Regions from separate parts of the Mus musculus genome. Here regions 1 and 2 are each linked to region 3. A link is a contact called in public HiChIP or PLAC-seq data. All regions are on one chromosome and are shown on one strand. Each heading gives the region's core, a stretch centred on a gene start, on an enhancer-like site or on the middle of the called end of the contact. The rest is flanking DNA. Distances are from core to core; before and after follow the strand shown.

What was found. HiChIP or PLAC-seq counts read pairs in DNA pulled down with a chosen protein or histone mark.
Region 1: a contact with region 3 is called in an H3K4me3 HiChIP or PLAC-seq map of embryonic stem cells, with 4 times the contacts expected there. The contact joins the promoter of Elmod1 here to the promoter of Dnaja4 in region 3. A contact is called at or near these places in 4 of 39 promoter capture datasets (embryonic stem cells, frontonasal cranial neural crest, pre-B cells and 1 more), 2 of 484 Hi-C or Micro-C datasets (embryonic stem cells and epidermal suprabasal cells) and 2 of 115 datasets of contacts at active chromatin or transcription factors (embryonic stem cells and forebrain).
Region 2: a contact with region 3 is called in an H3K4me3 HiChIP or PLAC-seq map of embryonic stem cells, with 3 times the contacts expected there. The contact joins the promoter of Tnfaip8l3 here to the promoter of Dnaja4 in region 3. A contact is called at or near these places in 3 of 39 promoter capture datasets (liver, pre-B cells and stem cell-derived epiblast-like cells) and 1 of 115 datasets of contacts at active chromatin or transcription factors (embryonic stem cells).

What each region holds. Positions count from the first base shown.
Region 1 is chr9:53,973,430-53,977,971 of GRCm38.p6, reverse strand. It overlaps Elmod1 (ELMO/CED-12 domain containing 1), which reads left to right and starts at 2,671. Exons shown (of 11, transcript NM_177769.4): 1 at 2,671-2,947.
Region 2 is chr9:54,066,586-54,070,878 of GRCm38.p6, reverse strand. It overlaps Tnfaip8l3 (tumor necrosis factor, alpha-induced protein 8-like 3), which reads left to right and starts at 2,468. Exons shown (of 2, transcript NM_001033535.3): 1 at 2,468-2,660. The coding sequence starts at 2,609.
Region 3 is chr9:54,696,625-54,701,241 of GRCm38.p6, reverse strand. Dnaja4 (DnaJ heat shock protein family (Hsp40) member A4) reads right to left here and starts at 1,683. Exons shown (of 7, transcript NM_021422.4): 1 at 1,382-1,683. The coding sequence starts at 1,513. Gm46113 (a long non-coding RNA gene) reads left to right here and starts at 2,522. Exons shown (of 2, transcript XR_001779175.2): 1 at 2,522-3,457; 2 at 4,356-4,597.

The DNA.
Region 1 (4,542 bases), core at 1,422-3,921, 720 kb after region 3:
GACCTGAGTTCTGTGTTACTAAGGGTGAGTCAGCACTGAGCCTGAGGAGATGACAGAACACAACAGCTTCTAATTCTGCCCCAGCCTCTTCAGCTCTCCTCTGTGACTCTGCATACAGATCCTCCTCTGTGGACTCTTTATGCATTATTTGTAAAAGATAATTCACATGGTCTCAATCTCTTCGCTGTTGATTGCATGGTAAACTTTTGATCAAGTTTGGGGTTTTATGGGTTTTTTTGTTTGTTTGTTTTGTCTGTTTGTTTTTCCTGAGACAAGGTCTAACTAAATATATAACCCTGGAACTCTCTATGTAGAACAGGCTGGCCACCAACCCATAGCAATCTGGCTGCTTCGGCCTTCCAGGTGCTGGGTGTAAAGGTGTGCATCACACTTGGCTGCTGCTTCCTTCCTTCCTTCCTTCCTTCCTTCCTTCCTTCTTTCCTTCCTTTCTTCTTCTTCTTCTTCTTCTTCTTCTTCTTCTTCTTCTTCTTCTTCTTCTTCTTCTTCTTCTTCTTCTTCTTCTTCTCCTCCTCCTCCTCCTCCTCCTCCTCCTCCTTCTCCTTCCCCTTCTCCTTCTCCTCCTTCTCCTTCTCCTTCTTCTTCCTCTTCTTCCTCTTCTTCTTCTTTCTTCTTCTTCTTCTTTTCTAAATCCAAAAGTAACTCAAAACCCAGAAGAAAAAAAAGTAAATTTGTGGCTAATGGAAAAATCCATAGACCAGGCAAGGGCCAAGTTAAGTGTCATGATTGTGGAATTTATTCCACGGTTACTAGGAAGACCTGTTAAAAAGAATGTGGTCGGAAGGCCCAGCATTCCTGTAGTCGGTAAACTCACTGAGGATCCCCCACCCACTAGTCATCTGCTAAGTTCTTTAATAAAAAGATGAATGAGATCTAACCCTGGAGGTGCCCACATTATACAGTGTCAAAGTGGTTAGTCATTAGTCATCATGGACACCCATAATCAAACAAGCTTCAGGAGAGCTGGTTCTTAAGCTCAGACAACAACAGGATCGAGCGAAATACTTACACAATCCAGACAGCAGGAAGGTGCAATGAGTCAAATGATATATTTTGGAGAATAACTATTTCTGTAAATACAGATAATACATGAGAAGAGACTCATGAGATTTGGGAATCTCGGTTGACTTTGGCCATTTAACAAATACTGTTCCTCCAATTAGATAATAGATACAATACAACTGCTCTGTCTCCCACAACACACGCCTCCTACTCATTACTTGGGATGGCAAGTTCTTCCTACAAATAATTTGAGATTAGAACAGTTTTAGCTGATGGAATCAAATGAAAGGGGGAAAAAATCAATGGTTTAACAACAGACTAGCAAGGACCCACACATTTTGGTTAGCCTGAGGCCATTATTAATATTATTATCCATTGTTTCAGAGATAAGTCAAGTCTCGGTAGATTCATTTGATGGGTAACACAAAGTCAAAAACAACTTGACCTTTATTCTTGATAATACTCTCCATTTTAGGTATTTGTTGCCTTTCTCTGGTTTTGTGATTGTTATTGGACTCACTATGTAGACCAAGCTGCCCTCAAATTCAGGAAATCCACCTGCCTCTGCTTCCCAAGTGCTGCCGCCATTCTGGCTTGCCTGTCGTTTTCAACAGATTGTAAATTCTCTGAGGAGAAAAACCTGTCTGTCTTATTTGTTGTTGTTTTCTCAGCACATTGTTCCGTGCCTGCACAAAACAGTTGGCTTGGTTGTTTGACCTTCTTATACAGCAGTAACCAACTCTACTATGTGACAGCAGCGTGTCCAGATGATCTCTGACAGCCAGGCATTAACTTGTATTGCAGCCACGTTTCAGAGAAGGTAACATTGATCACAGAGAGTGAGTAGGTCGTCATGAAGGGGAACGGAAAGGGTAAGGTAAACCAGAAGATCGGAACACCACGAGCAAAATCAAAGCCTTTTGAAGAAGTCAGTTTCCCTGTGTTGTTCGGAAACTCTTATCTATGAAGACGTTCTACATAAAACCGAAAATAGGACTGAGGAAGGGTGTGGGTGTTCGGGAGTTCAGCCATTCCACTGCAAGAAGGCAGTGTTCCCCCCAAATAATTGCAGACCAGGATATCTATAATTTATCCCATTATACTTAAACTTGTAATGAGCTGTTGTTTATGAAACCCTCGATGAAACACAGGCCTGGGCCAGGGAAGACCCACCGGGGCTCTCAGTTACACCTAATTAAAGAACTGGCTCTTTGACAACTTCACCTGACCTGTCCAAGAATCAAGAGAGGAAGGGGATGCCTGGGGGGAGTCAGAACACACAGGAAAGCAAGTGAGGGTTGGGTATCTGAATTGGGAGGAGGTAAAAAAACAAATAAACTAAAAACAAACTTTGCCTTCTGGATAATCCACCTCAGAGGAACTGGAGAACATTCCTTGCCCTAGATTCTTCAGGAATCCCACTGACAGGTCTTCCCAGGTTCACAACCCTGGACTTCTTTAGGGGTGGTCGACTCTGACTCCTGCACAGTTAAACTAGGCCACTGCGGCCAAGTGCGCAGTTTTAACCCTTTCTTCCCACATTCTGGCGCGGGGGCCTGAGCTCACTCCTCCCCGCCGCGCCCGCGCCCCGGGGTTCCGCGACTGAGCATGCTCAGTAGCCGCCAGCGTCTTGCTCCCAGGGAAACCTCTGCACGCCCTCCCCAGCTGCTCTCGGTCGCCTCCTCTCTGCCCGCTGCCCAGGGTGCAACCCGGCTTGCAGGGCTCCACGCGACCCAGATTCCCGCCCCGCCCCCGCCCCTCCCGCGCCCGCAGCCAGTGCGGCAGCCGCGGCCGCCTCTGTCCAGCATCCGCTCGGGGACCAGCCGCGGCGATCACGGTCGCTAGTGCGTAGCAGGAGCGAAGGCGGAGATGGAGACCACACTGTTGCGATCCCAGAGCTGCTGAGCCCACCACTGTCTCTGCTCCGGTGAGTCGCGACCCTAGAGGAGCCAAGGGTGAATGCCCTTGGAAAAAAGAGAGGTGGCAGCTGACCTGTGTGTGTAGGGTACAAAATAAATGGGGACAGTGAGGGGACGTGAATGAAAGTGCGCACTACCTGGGTGCCGGAGCGCCCGAGTCACCCAAGACTAAATCCTCTTTCTCATCGTGAGCCGGGAAATAACAACCCGCGGCGCTGCGGGTCAGCGCTGGAAGCTGTTTGCGTCCCTGGGGCGCAGGTCGCCTAGCGACTGAACGCCACTGCTGGTGCTTAGGGAGGAATCCCAAGCGGGAACAAAGAGCGGCCTGGCTGGGGCAAGTGGAGGGTCCTGGCCCCTAAGGAGCCCTCTGTCCTGCCGGTCAGGCCCCGGGGCGGTGCCAGGCGGCAGAGTGGCAGAGCTGTAAACCAGAGGTCTCTGAGCCTCCACCCTGAGCCAGGTCTGCAGGGCTGGCGAGCGCACCTCCTTCTACTCCAGGAAACTCCACTCTTGGAGCATCTCCTGGGCAGGTGCAATTGAACAGGCGGGCGGAGAGCAGCCGTGAGGAGCTGTTAAAACAGGAACAGTGGAGCGAGGTGTGCTGTTTTTCCTAGTGCCTTTATTTCCAAGTGTGGGCACCAACTGCTCCCCCTCGTCGTGTTTCTGCTCAACCTCTAAGTGGCGAGTCCGGTAACAGACCTTATGAATATTTCAGAAACGACCTCACAGACTCGCTCGCTTCAGATCAAGTTTAATGAATATGTGTGTAAGCCTTTCTGCCCCGCACAAACAGATGGAAGCCCAGGCCACTGCTTGGAGCTCTCCAAATTTCATCTCTTTCTTCCCCACCAACAGAGAAAAAGACGTCGCAAATCCCCGCAAGCCTTAGACTGGTGTCATAAATTGGGGCTGTCATTTGGAGAGACCGATTTTAGGCAGCCACCCAGGCTTTGTTCTGCATCTCAGCAGTGTGTGCATGTTGTGTCGGTCGCTTGACAACCGTCCTTAACTGCTATTGCCAATATGGTGGAAAGCAGGTAGTAGCATGCCTACATTGGAATAAACGTCATAGTTCCTTGTTGTCTTATGACAACACGGAGTAACAACAGTCTTGGTCATTCTCTCCCTAGAAGTTTCATTTGAGATCAATCTGGTTGAAATTTTGCCAAAGGCACACATTTTTGTTTTTCCTCACCCTTAGGAGATATTTCTTCTTACCCTCTCTTATGGGAAAAGATGAGTGCTTTCTCTGTAAGACATTGAGGTTAAAAACAGCAAAATAATGTTTTATTTCAGGGCACTTTTTGGATTGTAGCAGACTTACGCTTTGAACTACGTAACTCGTGTTGCGCCATCACAATTAACCAGTAAACTGACACACTGCCTAGTTGTCAGTATCCTAAGGTGGATTTACAGACAGTCAGCTCCCCCGGCCCAACCCCAGGTGTGTGGGAGACACATAGGTAATCTTGACCCATCTATAAGGAATTCTTTTGTTGGCCAAGAACTCAAGCCTTCTTGTGAAGAATAAGAGAGACAGTAATTCTCTCTTGCAAGTCTGCACACACAAGGAGGAGGCGGAGGGGCTTCAGTTTGCATACTTAGG
Region 2 (4,293 bases), core at 1,219-3,718, 630 kb after region 3:
CAAAGTCTAAGGCACAAAAAAAACATTCCTGTTGTTAAATTTAGAGTAGGTATTTAGAGATGATAGGGGTGTGTGTGTGTGAGAGAGAGAGACAGAGAGACAGAGAGAGACAGAGACAGAGACAGAGAGAGAAAGAGAGAGAGAGAGACACAGAGAGAGATCTGTGGTGCTAGAGACTGACTCAGCATCTTAAACATGCTGGGCACCAAGCCACATGTTCCTCATCCTGAATGCCTGTAAGCCCAATATTCTCTGTCATGTGACATCATCATTGCCATTTTTCTCTGTGATGGGGCTACAGCAAACTTTTAAAGATTATTTTCTTATTTATTTTTTGAAGCAGGGTCTTGCCTTGCAGAAGAGTCTGACCTGGAACTCACTATACAGCCCAGGCTGACCTCGAACTTGTGGCTGGCAGTCCTGCCTCAGCCTCCCAGCGCTGGAATTGTGGGCATGAGTTATCAGCTTTAACTCAGCAAACATTTGAAATGACCCAGTTGGTTTTTTTCCTGAGCTCTAACTTGTATCCAATTTTGCATCCTCTTTTGCCTTTTATTTTTAAAAATTAGGGTTTTATTTTTAAAAATTAGGGTTTTATTTTTATCTATTTGTTTCTAAATGAGATCCATTAGACCAAAGGACTTATTTTCCCCCCTTATCAAACATTAGCAACGTACTATCGTTGGGCAGTTGCTTCCACACTCGCTACTTTTACTCTTTCACAGGGGACTGTGAAGGAGATGCTAACGCAGGAGGGGACAGAGAGGTTGGGCCATTTCCCCCCAAATACACATTTTATATAGGGGTTTTTCTTTTCTTTTTTCTTTTGCATAGATAAAACTTTTATCACCAAAGCCAATGAGTTTGAGTTTGGTCTTCCAGGAAACTTTCTCCTAGAACGTAAAGTAGAGTTTTAATAGTGTTCTGTGAGGTCTACATCTATGGACTGCCGCAATAAATAGTAGTTGCCCACTCTGGGCAGCCTTGATGTCAGTCCTCCCTCATAAACACACGACCTGAGACCCAGATTCTGGCCATGTGAAATGGGGTCAACAATAGGTTGAATCTATACAATAGCCAAATTTCAACAGTTTCCAATCTTCAAACTACAATTTCAAATGGTTCAACCTAACGCATCTCTGGGTGTTAGTTCAGACAAAATGAGTGCTCAGAGGATACACTGGGAATCTAGCACCTTTAAGTGGGCGTTCTCTTCCTGATTAATTTTCTCTCCGGTCAATAGTTTGCAATTGCTGTAGGAAGTTTATAGTAATGAGAAGCAGGCTTGCGGCTTCGTGAATTTCAAAGCCTATAATAGAGGAATACATGAAAGCTCATGGATACTCAGAAACCAACAGTGACCACTTTCCCATTAGGTGTTTCTCCTTCCTGCCTTGGCCGCTTGATTAGTTAATAAATTGCTTTTGTGAAAAAGAAAGTGAAAGGGGATGTTGAGAGCCTTTGTACTTTGCCTTTAACCCCATCAGCAAGAAACGGTTCCTCTCCAGCTCTCAGGCCAGAGGAGGCCATCAGGTGTCCAACATTCTTCACTCCCTTCACATAGGATCTCTCATTGAACCTGGAGCTAGGCTGACATCCAGTAAGTCCCAGAAATCCTCCTGTAGCTGCCCTCCACGGGGCTTACAGGCACCTGTAGGGGCCATGCAGGGCTTTTTAATTCAGTTCCCCCACGCTGGAACACCAAGCGTTCTTACCCACTAGGCCATCTCCCCAGAAAAGAAAACGTTCTAAAAATCAATTCATGCCTCTTGAGCTGGAGGCAAAACTTGGCTTGGCAGCTTGATTGGCAGGGCGGGTCCAGCCTTCCAGGCCAAATCAGGCTGGGCGCTCACCCAGCTCTCAGAACCAGCTCCACAAGCCACGCCCACAGCGAGAGGAGTCTGAACTGCGGGAGTTATCTCTACCTGACTAGTTGTTTATTTCCTCACCAGGCGACAGGCTGGCTGCTTGTTCCTTCACAGGGGAGCCGGCATTATACTTCCCACAAAATTCCTGCAAGACTGTTCGCTCCCCTCCCAACACGAGGTAACAGACACACAGATTTTCCTCAAAAAGGATCCAAGTGGTGAAGTGGAACTAAAACTCGTGCAGCCTCACAACCTTAAACCTAACAATACACCTTTTTCAGTGGGCAGAGAGGTGCATTTGTACTTAAACAATCTTGCAAACTTTGCCACACCCAAAGAAGGAGCGTCCTGGCTCCCCCCCACCAGCTCACCAGGCTCCCAGACCAGGGCTCTGGGTGTAGAGGAACCTGGGCTATTTAATCCCAGCCAGGAGCACTGGACACTCCTCCTCTCCTTCCCTACACCCTACTCGCCACCAGCACCCCCTCACTCCCCCCCCCCCTCCCCGCACCCGGACTCTACCCTCGCGTGCAGGCACTGGCGGGCGGCGGGCGGGCCACTGGAGCAGGCTTGGCCTCTTCGGAGCCGCCCCCTGGCCCTAGTGTCTGGCCACACACTGCCCACTCTGCACCGCCCGGGCTCCAGACTCTTTGCAGCCCATACCGTGTGTGCCGCGTCCACCCGAGCCAGGAGCGCCCCGCAGGCGGGCGGTGGTGGATGCGCGGGCGGCAGCCCACAGTATGGATTCAGATTCTGGAGAGCAGAGCGAGGGCGAGCCCGGGACTGCTGCAGGTAGCGAGGGGGCAACCCTGCCGGGAGGGCTGGGGTTAAAGAGGAGGGGAGGCCAGTGCAGGAAATCGAGAGTATTTCTTGGAGCGGTGGGGCAGAAGGCCGGTCCCCAGCAGCCCGAACCCTTCCATGCTGAGACTGGGGACTGGTTTGAGGCGTCCTCCCACACCACTGCACTTAGGTGTGTCGGAGAGACAGGAGGGACATTTTGCCCGTGGATCGATCGAAAAGTGGCAGGGTCTCCAGCGGAAGCCTTGGGGCGCACTGCAAGGTGGGGGTGGGGGGAAAGGAGGGCTTGAGATATCTGTGCCTTGTAATTTGCAGTGGAAACCGAACTGAAGTAACTTCCCATGTGCTGCTTAGTCTGCCATCCTGGGGCGGTGAGACCACGCTTCAGAGTCGGTGGAAAGAAAAGACTCCTGGGTAGATCAGGGCTCCTGCCTGGGCTAATGTCTGAGGTTCCGAGACTGCTGGGCAAGCGGGTGCAGAAGTGCTAATCCATTCCTGTGGCGTGGCTAGCGGGAGGTGGACCCCCAGGAGCGGCCCCAAAGTGACCCGCAGAGCTGCCGGCCTTCCCCTTTAAAAGGTGCCACCGGCTTTCCATCCATAATCAATAGGAATGCAAGCAATAGGATAGGAGGATGCTTATTTAGAGAAATGAATGTCCTTTTCTGTATCTCCTCAGTACTGAGCAACAGGAGGAAGCTGCCCACAACCCAAGGTCTATTTTCCTCCATACTCACCCAACCTCCACCTGCAGGCTTCGCCCTTCAGGCCCCTCCCTGGAGTGCAGGGTCCAGGACCACTCACTTTCTACCTACAGTCATCCTTCTGTGCACCCAGCACGCCTTGAAAGTTTGCTTGCCATACAGACCAGGCCATGACTGTCTGTTGGGAGTCTCCTAGCACAAACCTGTACACAGTCAGGTCCTCACACTTCCCAAGGGTACACCTGAGTGCCAAGAGTGGAGACCAGTTCGGGAAGGTCTACTAGACCGGGTGCTGGTATAGGGAACGTGTGTTCAAGAATCAGGGTAAGATAGCATCTAGCCAAATGTTTTTGGGTTTTGTTTATACCTTTTTTTTTTTTAATCTCCATTTTGCAGAGGTCCAGATTCTCTGCTTTGGGCCCTGGGTCAAACCTCTCCCAGCTCCAGGTGGCTTTGGTCTTCACTTAGAGTAGGTAGGCTCCCTGGGCTAAGGTAGGCGGCAAGGGAGGTATCTGCATGTGAGGATTCCAAAAGCTGTGCAAGGGACTCCTGCTTGGTGTAGTGTATGGGTGTGGATGCTATTCCTAAGCACGAACCCTTTGCATGCCTATGTGTTTCTGTGACTGTAAGGCACCAAGATTTCACTTCATAGGTGGCTTTTGGATCTTCTTTAATCATGTGATTCAATAGGTGTCTCTAGTAGGTAGGAGTGTGTTTCCAAGTATATCACCAAAGGTTGGGGAAGAGGGGCATCAGAAACATTGTCACTGACACTTTAGAAATCTCAGTTACAGTGTCACAGCCTACCGACTTATTCTGTAGGTGGAAGCTAGGAAATTGAGGAATAAGAGAGGAAGGTAATGAGATTCCTTAAAGGGAGATGGGAGCAGGAAAAACTCCAGGGTTCTTAGTATTGAGAGGGACGA
Region 3 (4,617 bases), core at 434-2,933:
TTCTTCTGGCCTCCAAGGGCACCAGGCAGGCATGTGGTACACAAAGATATATCCAGGCAAAATACCCATACACACAAAAATATCAAAAAAGGTCAGCGATCTGTAACTGAACTGAACAAGTCTGTGAATCACCAACACAACACAGAAAGCTGGTGACTTAAAAAGCTACAGTAAGCCACCTAAATATAGACGAGAAGGGACACAAATGGGTATAATGGTCTTTACAGGGAGGCATTCTAAACTTGTGACAGCCACATTCATTCGGCACATGTGGCTAAATATAAATATTCTATCATTGCTGCCACAGCCAACCTTCAGCAGTCTGCCTGCTCCAGCTTGGAATTACTAATGCAGACAGGTATTTTGATCCGAGTGTCATTTCCCCAGGTCTAAATGCTAGACAGGGTGATCAGCGGCTCCAAAAGTGATCCAGGTGTGACTGCTATGCGCTCCCACCATGGCGCTGGCTCCCCAGATTCATCTGGGGCAGCCAAAGTGGGTTTTTTGTTTGGTTTCCTTGGGGGTTTGTTTTGTTTTCTTAAACGACAAGAAGTGAAACAGACTAGCTAGCCAACTCTCCTTGCAATGGCTGGTACTTTGAGTCTCCTATTCAGGTGGGCCATTTCCGCTTTGGGAACAAAATGAAGAATGCCTTATTTCTGTAAACAGGATGGAAAAGGTTCAAATTAGGACACCAGTTGCAGAGCACTTCAGCCTATTATCTGTCAGTACTTATGGTCAACCGTGGGTCATTTGTCACAGGAAACCTGGAGTTCTCACTATAAGCAGATGTGTCGGGTTACAGACTTCTGCACCCCTGATTAATAACGACAAAAAAAGTGATGATTCCGTGTCTGAAAACTGTATCAGGCAGGAGGTGGCCCTCACAGATCATATCCACTCAGTCCCTCTCAAGAGGGACGCTGGGTTTGTCTAAGGTACAAGTCAGATCACAGGAACTCATCCCTAGGGCTTATGCAACACGCGGAACAGAAACACAATATTTCGCTGCCGGGGGGGGTCCCCAACAAGCACATAGCTTCTGTTCACCGGTGCCAGGGTTTCTGGTTTGCCGGTGTCTTCTCCCACAGGAATGCCAGGGCTGCCTCAGAGAGCTGTGCTCCCAGAGGTCAGCACGGATCCCCGTCAGGGTCCTCACAGCCCGGAAGCAGGGGCTCCAGAAACACTTGTAGAGCGAACGAAGGTGCGGATGGCTGCTGGCACTGGCGCCCCGCACCTAGCCTTGCTAGGTGCCCCCGACTGACTGCGCCCCGCGGCCTCCCTCGGGCTGGCGCGGCTCCTGGAGAGAGCCTCTGCGTCGCCTTCAATAATTCACAGCCCGGGTCCTCCCGTAACCCCGACACCCCGCGGGGCCCCGCACCTTCTCGCCCTCATCCGGGTTCTTGTCCGGGTGGTACTTGAGCGCCAGCTTCCGATAGGCCTTCTTGATCTCCTCCGGGGACGCGCTGGGCTTCACCCCCAGGATGTCATAGTACTGGGTCTCCTTCACCATCTTGTCTCTGCGGGGTGGGGCGGACGAAGCGGGTCAGCGCGCCCCCGACGCCCCCGGCCCGTGCCCCCGACGCCGGCCTGCGCGTCACCGTCTCGGTCGCGGCCGCTTCCCGGGGCTCCGTCCCGAGCGTGAGCCCGGGACCCAGTTGCGCTCCCGGCACCGCCGCACTCGAGCCGCCGGTACCTCCGCCGCCGGCTTTTATTCGGCGCCGGCGGAAGGTTCCGCCAGGAGGCGTGACGCCACATAGGCCCAGAACGTTCGCGGAGGTTCCGGCGGCTCCGGGGCTCGGTCCTCCGGCCGGGCGCGCGCGCTCACCCGTTCTCTTCTGAAGTCTGCTCCTCTGGCTGGCCGTCCGACTCCCCGGAGCTCCAGTTCTGACTGCCGCCACGGGCCATGTTGGGGTGCTCGGGGGTGGGGGGCTTCGGCGTGGAGGTTTCGGGCTTCGTGGTGGAAGTCGTTCGCTGCCGATTGTCACGCCGCCCCGAGGCCGTCCCCTTGCCCTTGCGTGGGTCCGCGGGGTTGGGTCGCTCTGGGATCCGATGGCCTGCAGGAGGGCCTCGTGTGCGCGAACCCTGGGCAGAGGAGAGCTTGGACTGGGAGGTCAGCGGACGCGCGGACCCCACCCGGCCTCTGCCTCGGGGTGTGGCCCCCTTCTGTTCGGTCACTGCGGGGGTGTGCTCTGGGGTCTGCCTTGGATTGTTGCATTTTGGGGGGTGTTGGAGTGAATGGCTGCCTTCTGTGGTGGCGTCGAGATCCTGCGGTGGCTGGTTCCCCCTAGGCATCTTGAAGGCTGGGTGACCATTAGCCTTTGAAGATGTGAACAGTGGCCTTTAGGTGGCCTGAGTTTGGACACTGGCCTCTCTATTGCCCACAGCTGGAAACCTCATAAGTACCCCAAGGGTGAGGAGTGACGTTTCCCAGCTGTGAGCAGTGATGACGTCTATCACCTGTGAACAGTGACATTATTTCCAAGTCTTTCAAGGATGAGCAGTGATCTCTCTTTTTTTTCAGGAGTGGGAATCCCCACCCCACCCCCACCCCCATACACACACATATCAATGCACAAATGGGCCAAGGCAGAGCCATCGAACCAGTATTGCAGCTCTACCGGGCACTGAAGCCTACAAGACCAGGCGGTCCAATCTTCTACTTCTCTAGGCTGCTTTCAACGGATGCCACGATTAAGACTACTCAAAACATGTGGGTGTGGACTTGCTGCTGCAGCGCTATCAGAATACTGCAGACCCTTCTGGCCTACTTAGGCTTCTCGTGGTGCAACACTTTATCCAGGAGAGGAAGCCACCCTGGCCAGCTCCCTGGAGTCCACTGGCCTGGGTTTTGATCTGGTGGCTGAAGCTCCTCTTTCATGCGCGCAATAGGGATACAAACGACTTAATACCCATGAGAAATTAAGCCAAGCCGCTAGCTTCTTTTCCGGGGAACATGAGAATCCACTTTCTGGATCTTGCTCCTATAGAACAGTCACTTTTGGGCAGATTCAGGACAGGAGGTCAGGAATTTGTGACTCCATTTTCCTGTGTCTTCTCTACACAAATCTCTGCCGTCGGGCTTATTTCTCCACTTCTGGGACATGATCACTGTCAAGTGCCCATCTTTCTCTCAGGACATCTGCAAAGATCAAAGAGAATGATAGCTATAAAGCTCCTGACAAGAACCTGGCTTGCTCACTTAGAAACATTTTTTTTTCTTTTCTTTTTTCCCCCGTTTTGTTGCCTTTGAAACAAGGTCTTGCAACATAGCTTTGACTGCCCTTAAACTTAGGATCCTCCTGCCCCAGGCTCCCAAATGCTGGGATTATAGATGGGAGGCATTGCAGTTAGCTCATCTGAAAACTTCTAAAACTCCAGGCTACACCCCAGTTACTACAGAGCTTCCAGGTAGAGTGCAGGCCCCTGTCAAGTGGGTCTAGTGTTGGAACTAGAGGTAAGAACACAGCACAGCTTCACGGCTCTACCCAGATTCAGTTCTGTGGACCAGTGGCATTGGTAGGAGGGGCATGGGAGAAAGATGGCTCAGGTGTGGTTAGAGCCTAGAAACAGAGTTCTCAGTTTATTGGCTAGTTAAACTTGGGTTCTTAGCCTTCCAAATGTTGTTACAGGTGTGTACTGTTGTGCGTCACCCAGCATAGTATTACTGACTGATGGGTTTTCTGTCTTTCTGTCTTTCTTTCTTTCTTTCTTTTTTTTTTTTTATGGACAAGGTTTCATTCTGCATTCTTGACTGTCCTAGAACTCACTCTATAGACCTTGAACTCACAGAGATCCACATGTCTTAGACTCTCAAGTGCTATATTTAAAGGCTTGAATTTTTAAAGAAAAATCTTTACACCTTAGCTAAACATGGATAAAAAATTCCCTTTACCAACCTTTACACTGTTCCTCTGAGCATTTTCCAGTCTAGGTCTGTAAAAGCTGTATATCTAAGATGACCCTCACCTCCCTTAAAATCCCTACCTGAAATGCTCAGGCCTGCCAAAGAACTGACTGTTCTGGCCCACATCTGGGATTAGGGCCTCTGGCTCCAAGTCTTCTTCAGAGGGTGGACTTGACTGATCGCTGCAGGCTCACAGTGCACATAGTAGCCAGTCTTGTTTACACCAACCACACCTTTAAAATTTCTTCCTCCCAGACCATGTATAAGCCCTTCCTATCCTTCTCCCTCTGCCCTCATGCTTTCTGTAAACATCCAGGTTCTTTTATGCAAGTAGAAGTTGAAATCTCTTCATATGGAACTCTTGGCAAAATTTTTTACTGACCAAAATCTGTCCTCACCAGTTCTATAAGTGTTAGCTTTGTTTCTCTTGTTTTTGTTTGTCTTTCAGTTCCAAGAATAACAATGAACACTCTGATCCTCCTGCTTCCACATCTGTCTTTGACAATGACTTTGATGACTTGATCTGTCTAGAATTTTACCTATGAGGATTTGAGGCTGCACATCTCTTATCAGTTACATGTTTATCTTCATGGTTGCTATCCCTTCCCCAAATCTTTATTGCAGATGGCGTTGGTTTCCCAGTCTCAGTGAACAATGTTTCCTTAGAGATAATAAACATGATAGTACTGACTTGTGAGTATAAAGAGAGC